Regions from separate parts of the Sus scrofa genome. Here regions 1 and 3 are each linked to region 2. A link is a contact called in public HiChIP or PLAC-seq data. All regions are on one chromosome and are shown on one strand. The core of a region is the stretch at or near the end of the contact, and the rest is flanking DNA. Distances in the headings are between cores, read along the strand shown. Region 1 has its middle 71 kb from the start of MDM1. Region 2 has its middle 18 kb from the start of NUP107. Region 3 overlaps LOC102164628 (a long non-coding RNA gene).

Region 1 (2,729 bases), core at 4-2,503, 230 kb before region 2:
CCCTCTTATAATTGTCTTTTGACTTTGTTTATGATGGGCTTTTCCACTGCAGAAGAGCATTCCTTTATTCACTCTGAAGCATCTCATTTAATTGGGAGGAGGAGCTCTTTAAACAAGCCAGACTTCACTACACATGTAGGAAAGGAGTATGAACTTGAGAGAACTTCACCCTCGAAGGTTTCTTCTCCTGTTTGATTCCATCCTTAATTACTCCCTACTAATGATATTGTCAGAGAACTCACCTCATTGAGTAAAATTAAGATTACTAACCATGACTTCCAGCAGTAGCAGAGTTTTGCAAAGGAAGCCAAATTTTCTGCCCTTTGGCCTCCCAGCTAAATCAGAGAGGAAAGTAATGTTCTGAAAATCCCCAGAGAACAATGTTGACACATCAGCTTTCATTCTTTCTGAACTTACTTCCTCCATACAATTCAATTATAAAAGACTTTCCTAAGTAGATATTCAATGAATGAGACTAGGCTGAGGAAGAATGGGCCTGTGGATAGGTTATCAGATGGACAAGGAAAGAAAATAAAGAAAAGGAGTAAATGAGTAACAGGAGACATTGCATTGTAAGTGAGGGGAATTTCATAAGAGCAATGAAATTGCTGTCACAGGCAGGCAAACGGATTTCCCCACGCAAGGGAGGAAGGCCAAACATCAGTCTCAGCAGTGAATTTCAGGACCCCAGAGACTGTAACAATAGGGGTGGGGCAGAGGGAGGAGTGATGCCCCTTTCAAAGGCCTAGGAAGGAATGTAAGTTGCATTTCTTTAATATCACCAAGCACATGTGCTGAGGCAGCTTTGGAGAAAATTCTGGTTCCTTCTGCTTTCTCAGCCTGATCCATGGCAGTTACTGAAAACCCTTAACCTTCCATCCTAGCTGGTCAGCATTTGAGTGAATTCTGACTGCCTTGCAGGACATTTCCCCACCCCATTGATGAATGAGTAGTCTAGAACTCTGGAATTGTACTTCTGTCTCTCTCTATGCTTTTCCCTTCCTCCAAGCTTCCCTTTTCTTGCCACTTTACAGCGCAATGCTGTGAAGCACCTGGCAGGGCAGCCCTTCCCAGGCCTGGGCTTCTGCCTGGCTTCCTGACTCCCATTCCAATGCTTGTTCTCCCTGGAGCATTGCCCTGAACTTCAGCCTCTTTGGCAAGGACACTGACAGAAGCTGGCCCCTAGCCACCATCCTGTTCCTCTCAGCAACCAGCCAGCATCATGTTTCAACCCGGACAGCCCTCCCCATGACCCTCTACTACTCGCCTCTACCTAACTACTGACTGGACAAGTGTTTCCACGATCTAGTGCTCACTATTGTCCCTGCTGTGCTCCCCTCCCTCCACTAGATGGGACCCCATGGACATCTGTACCAGCCAGGACAAGCCCAGATTTACCACAGACAAACACCAACTTAACCTGCTTTGTACAATAAGCACATTTATTAACTTATGTAACAAGAAGTCCCAAGATGGGAAGATTCCAGGCCTGGCTAATTCCATGGCTCAAGGTGTCATGGCTTAAGGACCCAGAATCTCTCTTCTGCTCAGCCATCCCCACCATGTTGCATGCTCTTTTCACAAGATGGGCATTGTAGCTCTGAGCAGTCAGTGGTGGGCTGGAATCAGCAACCTCAGGCTCCTCAGAGCCACTTGCTAAATTTGCCAGCCAGTTGTTGAGCTCTTGGTAGCTTAAAATAAGCCATTGTGAGAGAATTTATACCACGGAAATGAAAATAGGCAAATGCCACAAATCAGGGCCATTTGTTTTTGGAGAGTGAATTAATGCAGGTTAACATTGCATCATATCCTCACACAATAATATCTAGAGACAGGAGTTCCCATCGTAGCTCAGTGGTTAACGAATCCAACTAGGAACCATGAGGTTGCGGGTTCGATCCCTGGCCTCACTCAGTGGGTTAAGGATCCCGCGTTGCCATGAGCTGTGGTGTAGGTTGCAGACGTGGCTCCGATCATAGGCTGGCGACTACAGCTCTAATTGGACCCCTAGCCTGGGAACCTCCATATGCCGCTGGAGCAGCCCAAGAAATGGCAAAAAAGACCAAAAAAAAAAAAAAAATCTAGAGACAAAAATGGTCTAATTCAGCAAAATATCTTTTCTTTCTTTCTTTCTTTTTTTTGCTTTTTAGGGCCATACCCACAGCATATGGAGATTCCCAGGCTAAAGGTCGACTCAGAGCTACAGCTGATGGCCTATTCCACAGCCACAGCCACAGCAACATGGGATCCAAGCCTTGTCTGCGACCTACACCACAGCTCACGGCAATGCAGGATCCTTAACGCACTGAGCGAGGCCAGGGATCAAACCTGCATTCTCATGGATACTAGTCAGATTCATTTCCACTGTGCCGCAATGGAAACTCCCAAAATATCTTTACTGAAGAGAAAAGAAACCTTACAGAAGATCTCCCCACTCCCATCTGCTTGGCCTGATTGTGTCGTGTGCCCATATTTCAACCAAAGATTGACAAATGTAGGGTTATGATGACTCCTCTGAAGCATACTGAGCAACTGATACCTGAAAATCAGGGTTCTCTTAGCTAGAAACAAGGTGGGGAATGGCCTTTGGATGAGCAAACAGAAGGGTTTGTCACACACACACACACACACACACACACACACACACACACACACACACACACATATTATCTACCCAGATGATTGAGAGCTTATCTCTCTGCCCTTCCCCACTGTGGAGTTTCCAGAAG
Region 2 (2,700 bases), core at 88-2,587:
AAGATAACAGCTTAAAGTTCCCACAAGCTGATTCAGTCATTCTCTACCAGAACTATTCTAAGAAAAGTTCTCACTTCATTCATTCATTCATTCCTTTGAATTTTCTGACTTCACTAAAGCATGATTGGGTTGTATAAGATTTTGACTGGAGACATAGAGTCTATTTTGTTGGACTAAAAGACAATAATGTGTTCCCATCATGGCTCAGCAGAAACAAATCCAACTAGGAACCATGAGTTTGCAGGTTCCATCCCCGGCCTCGCTCAGTGGGTAAGGATCCGGCGTTGCCCTGAGCTGTGGTGTAGGTCGCAGATGCAGCTCAGATCCTGTGTCACTGTGGCTGTGGTGTAGGCCGGCAGCTGCAGCTTCGATTTGACCCCTAGTCTGGGAACCTCCCTAAGCCACAGATGTGGCCCTTAAAAGCAAAAAAAAAAAATAAAGATTTTAAAAATTAAAAAAATAAAAGATAATAATGATTCCCAAAATACATCTTGGACCCTTTGCAGAACCTGGACCAGCTGGTAATTACTGTGTAGCAAACACCAATAGCTAGGTGGTTTTTTGTTTTTTGTTTTTTTAGTGATTTTTATTTTTTCCATTATATTTGGTTTACAGTGTTCTGTCAGTTTTCTGCTATACAGCAAAGTGACCCAGTCACACACAGACATATATATATATACATTGTTTTTCTCACAATAACAGCTAGATTTTTTTTTTGTTTTTTTTTTGGTTTTTGGTTTTTTTTTTGTTTTTTTGGTTTTTTTTGGTCCTTTTAGGGCCACCTCAAGGCATATGGAGGTTCCCAGGCTAGGGCTCTAATCAGAGCTGTTGCTGCTGGCCACAGCCACAGCCACAGCAATGCCAGATCCAAGCTGCATCTGTGACCTACACCACAGCTCAAGGCAATGACAGATCCTTAACCCACTGAGGGAAGCCAGAGAGATCGAACCCGCAACCTCATGGTTCCTAGTTGGATTTGTTTCCGATGCATCATGACAGGAACTCCCTAACAGCTAGCTCTTAATTGTTCACAAAGAGAATGTTATTAGTCACCACCAGGCCACTGGTTTCATTCTACCAATGCTGTCATAGAAGATGGCACTGAAGAAGGAAGTGGCACCCTCCACCTCTCCCTTCATTCTTCCACTCTGAACCAATACAAGATACTCATCTGGTCAGGGCATTCTCCCCTTGGCAGGATGTGGCTAGTGCCAGATACAGAATTAATGATTATGTTCCCCTAGGCCTCCTGCCAAGGTTCTTGTTCAGGGAGGGTAAAGACGACAGGTCTCAGGACATCATCCAAAGAGGATGGAAGTGAAATGTCAAACCGTGGCAGCCCTGGAGAGTGAAGACAATTTACAGTGCCACCCCCCACCCACTGCTGTCTGTCAGAAGAGAGCCTCCTCTCCCCAGACTATTACATCATAAGGAAGGACTTTTTTCTTGGCTCAGTTACTTGTGAAACTCAGAGAGGAGCAGTAAACTTTGTCACAATTGGCTCAACTGCTTTATCTCACTTTAAGGAAGAAAGGTAACATTCTAGGAAGCAAAAGATTTTGTGACAGATCTCCTTGACCTGCACACAATAAACTCAGAAACACCACATTAATTAAACCAAAATACATTCAATATCTAGCCTAAACCTAGTTTGTTTGTTTGTCTTAAAATCTTTTTCAGGACTGCACCCACAGCATATGGATATTCCCAGGTAGGGGTCAAATCAGAGCTACAGCTGCCGGCCTACACCAGAGCCACAGCAACGCCAGATCTGAGCTGTGTCTGTGACCTACACCACAGCTCACGGCAACGCCGGATCCTTAACCCACTGAGTGAGGCCAGGGATCGAACCCACAGCCTCATGGTTCCTAGTCGGATTTGTTTCTGCTGTGCCACGACAGGAACTCTTAGCCTAAACCTAGTTTGCCTGTAACTTCTCTTTTCCAAAGGACGATAATTTGAGGAATAGTAATGATTGCTTAGATTGTTATGAAATAATAACAGATTAATAATTATTATGTAACAGTTTATGTTTTTATTTATTACTCTGTTATTATTACATAATAATCTATGGAATCATCCCCATATATAGACCATTTCTCTGCTTTCCTTTTCCATCATCCTGTCAAGGTAAGAGAATGACAAAAGCTTACAAAAGCTGTCACCCAGATTCCACAAAACTAGCTAAAATAGAGAATGATGACAGAAAAAGACAAAGTAGCAAACGATAGCTGAACTCTTTTTTTTTTCTTTTTTGTCTGCCCCATGGCATATAGAGTTCTTGGGCCAGGGATCAGATCCAATCCGCAGTTGTGACCTATGCCACAGCTGTGGCAATGCCAGATCTTTTAACCCACTGTGATGGGCTGACAATAGAACCCGCATCCTGGTGCTGCAGAGATACCACCAATCCCATTGTGCTGCAGTGGGAACTCAGGTGAATTCTTGTTCTTCATGTTTCTATGAAAGACTTTAGATTGAAGAACTCAAGCTCTAATAGTTGGAAAATAATAACAATATCAGTTATTTCTTGGACCCACTACTATGTGCCAGCCACTGCTCTATGCAATTTACAGATATTTGTCTTATTTAGCCTTCAAAACAATGCTATGAAATCGGGAATATTAGTGTCCCCTCCTAGTGCTAATAGATACCTTTAATCAATAGAATGAAACATTCATTATAAACACTAGAAAATGA
Region 3 (2,966 bases), core at 340-2,839, 250 kb before region 2:
AATTTTTTTCTAACTCCTATAAAGTTCTACAAGACTGTCTGCCTCCCGTCACCCTATGGTGCAATGATTTGTATGCCCATTTCCTCTACCACATGTTAAACTCTCCATGACAGATGTTAGACTTCATCACAGTAACCCCAGCAGCACCACACAAAGTCCCTCCTATAACAGACACTTATAGGTAATTGCTGAGCCAAGTAGGTTCCCAGGGTACTACTTACAAAGGCCATTTTCCTTTGGTTGGTCCCAAGTAGTAGAGAATTCTCATCCAGTCTATTATATTCCTCAGGGAAAAGCCACAGAGGCTGGGGTTCCTTGGCTTAGCACGAGAGCTCCCCAGTTTTGCTGTGACTCCAGCAAAAGTGGCCAAGGATTTTTTGACACTCTTTTCTCCAAGTCCCTGCTGGCATGTGTTATGTATTGTCAGAATGTTTTCCAAAAGGGGATAATGACCTACCCGGGCCTGATACCCAGCCAGTCCTAACCTCTATGGTATATTAGAAATGCAGATCTCAGGTTCCATGTCAGCTTCCACTCGAGATCTACTGAATCAAAGTCTGCATTTTAACAAGATCCCTAGTGATATATATATGTACATTAAAATTTGAGAAGCACTGGTTTAGTCAATGAATAATAGACTATAGGCCAAACCCAGCCCACCCCATTTTGGCACAGCCCATGAGCTAAGAATGACTTTACATTTTAAATGGTTGAAAAAATTCTCAGAACAAGAATACTACTTTTTGACATGTGAAAATTATATGAAATTCATATTTCAATGTCCATAAACAAAGTTTGATTGTAACACATTTTTTATTACTTACTACCCGTGATTGCTTTTGTGCTACAGTGGCTGGCACACTCAAGTAGTTAGACTGTATGTCCTGCTATCTGGTGCTTTACAAAGTTTGTCAATCCTTTACAAAGTTTGTCAACTCTACCCCATGTAGGAAGAAGGGCACTGCCACTTGGGAAGACTAAGGAGAAAAGAGCATCCCTAGGGAGAGCCAGAGTACAGCTGAGGCCAAATGGCTACAGGAACTGACGGAAGGGGATTTACCCTGAAGACTTCCAGAGGGCGAGGGAACGGGGCTGAGTGTGTGGTACAGAAAGACAGAGGTGGTAAAAGAGGAGGCACAGAGCAATGAGAAGACTAAAGTGCAGGACAAAGATGACGTGGGGCAGGAGCTCCTCAAAGGGGTATGGGAAGGCTGGCCAAGGCCAAGGATGAAAGGTCAGGTGGAGTTCTCAGCCTCGAGTTTCCCCACCAAGCACAAATGCAGTTGTTTTGAGACAAGTTGAAGGGTCGGGTGTGTCCCAGTTGTTGAAATTGGCAGACTTCTCCTGAGGTTTCCAAACAGTGAGAGTGAAAAGGTATTCTCATCCTTAAGAAGAAATTGTAAGCATGTGTATAGGGATGAAAGTAACTAGCTCTCTACACCTTTATCGTGAGATGGAATCAGCTGCCTAAGTAAGGAGCTGGTTACCTATGCAGATTCCTTATCCCACAGGAAAGAGCCTCATACAGTGGGAATCTGTATTTTGAGAGATGACTCATGCTTTGAGAACTACTGTTTCAGTGAATGAAAGAACTCAGGCCTCTAGAAGGAGTCAGCCTGAATAGGTCATTCTTCTGAAAGTCCTCATTCATGTAGATGAGAGATTGTGTTCCGGTTTCTGATGGCATGTAAGACATCAGGAAGAGTCAGCAGCACTAGTGAGGAATTGGTAGGCTCTATCTGCTAATAATAAGAAGTGGGAGAAATGGGAGGAAAGCTGCAGGTGTCTGAGAAACCCAAGGAGAGGTTAGGAGAAGGCCTTGGGAGCTTGGGGACTTAAGCTAAGCATTCTAATCTAGAGGACACCACCAAGTGAGATTCAGAGCACACCCTGTCAGAGAGCAGAAATACCTGCCTCTCCCTAATGACATGAGGATCTCAAGAGATACTTGACAGGCAAGGGTGCTCAGGGCTACCAAAGGCAGGTGGCAGATCTAATATGCATCAGTGTTGCTTTCTGAACTTTTAAATATTTCACCCCTACTCTGCTGCTCCCGTGGTCTTTCATGACTGTACCCTGTATATTTATTTTCTCAGGTGCTACATGGGAGCTCAGTGCCAATTAAATTATGACAGTAGCCCCTAAGGAATCTCTAACATCAGGGTAGATATACAGAGGTAACTTATTTTTCACAAGTTACAAAAATAAAAATATAAAGTAATGTGAAGACAAAGCATTGTCTCAAACATCAGTAATTCAGTTTTCTAAAAAAGATGGGTAGGGAGAAGGAGAGGATGGGAAATTAGTGTTTTTTAAAATCTGCCTTGGTGCTGCTGTGCAAAAGCAGTCATCTCCTCTCTGTTTTTCTGTTTCTGTTCATTGAAAGAAACCATGCTGGAAACAACCATATTTGAGGTGCTGCATGAAACATCTGTCCTGTTTTGGCTTCTCATTGAGATGTTAGGTCGGCTTTTACAGGCAGCACCTTACTGCCTTGAGACGAAAAACATTCCCAGGCTCTTTAAGTTATTATGTACGGTTGCCATTAGAAACCAAGTGCACTTAAACAGACTCTCAGCCCACCCAGGAATATAGGTCTGACCCTTAAGGATAGTAAGTCAGGAAGTCAGATCCAAGAAAGGCTGACACTCCCTGCCCAGTTATTTTTAAACCCCAGAGGCTGTTTTGCATATGATATCACTTACATAACTTCTTTTTTGCAAGGACCCCTCTGCAGCCCCAACCCAGCCTCCACACCCATCCCGCCCCGTAGCATCACATAGTGACACATGTGCTGCTCCACCCAGCTGTGAATGTGCCAACAGTTTAAGGATGTGGACATTGAGTAAATAAACACACAAAAATGAAATTGGCTTTTGTGCAACCAGCTTTCAGGGTTACATTTTGTTCCTTTAGGTTTAAAATTTCAGTGCAATGGGATAGGAAAATTGCCCAAACTATATTGC

The links. HiChIP or PLAC-seq counts read pairs in DNA pulled down with a chosen protein or histone mark.
Region 1: a contact with region 2 is called in an H3K27ac HiChIP or PLAC-seq map of alveolar macrophages. The contact joins two enhancer-like sites. A contact is called at or near these places in 1 of 5 promoter capture datasets (liver), 1 of 47 Hi-C or Micro-C datasets (heart right ventricle) and 1 of 2 datasets of contacts at active chromatin or transcription factors (alveolar macrophages).
Region 3: a contact with region 2 is called in an H3K27ac HiChIP or PLAC-seq map of alveolar macrophages. The contact joins two enhancer-like sites. A contact is called at or near these places in 2 of 2 datasets of contacts at active chromatin or transcription factors (alveolar macrophages and skeletal muscle).

What each region holds. Positions count from the first base shown.
Region 1 is chr5:32,743,223-32,745,951 of Sscrofa11.1, forward strand. No RefSeq gene overlaps it. Among named protein-coding and RNA genes, the nearest start is that of MDM1, 71 kb to the left of the region's middle. Within about 2 kb of position 1,254, at least 30 of the 83 cell types and tissues checked have an H3K27ac peak or open chromatin away from gene starts, as enhancers often do. A contact at or near this core is called in alveolar macrophages, where this site is marked.
Region 2 is chr5:32,970,349-32,973,048 of Sscrofa11.1, forward strand. No RefSeq gene overlaps it. Among named protein-coding and RNA genes, the nearest start is that of NUP107, 18 kb to the right of the region's middle. Within about 2 kb of position 1,338, at least 6 of the 83 cell types and tissues checked have an H3K27ac peak or open chromatin away from gene starts, as enhancers often do. A contact at or near this core is called in alveolar macrophages, where this site is marked.
Region 3 is chr5:32,719,047-32,722,012 of Sscrofa11.1, forward strand. The region is part of intron 2 of LOC102164628 (a long non-coding RNA gene); the gene reads left to right. Among named protein-coding and RNA genes, the nearest start is that of MDM1, 47 kb to the left of the region's middle. Within about 2 kb of position 1,590, at least 2 of the 83 cell types and tissues checked have an H3K27ac peak or open chromatin away from gene starts, as enhancers often do. A contact at or near this core is called in alveolar macrophages, where this site is marked.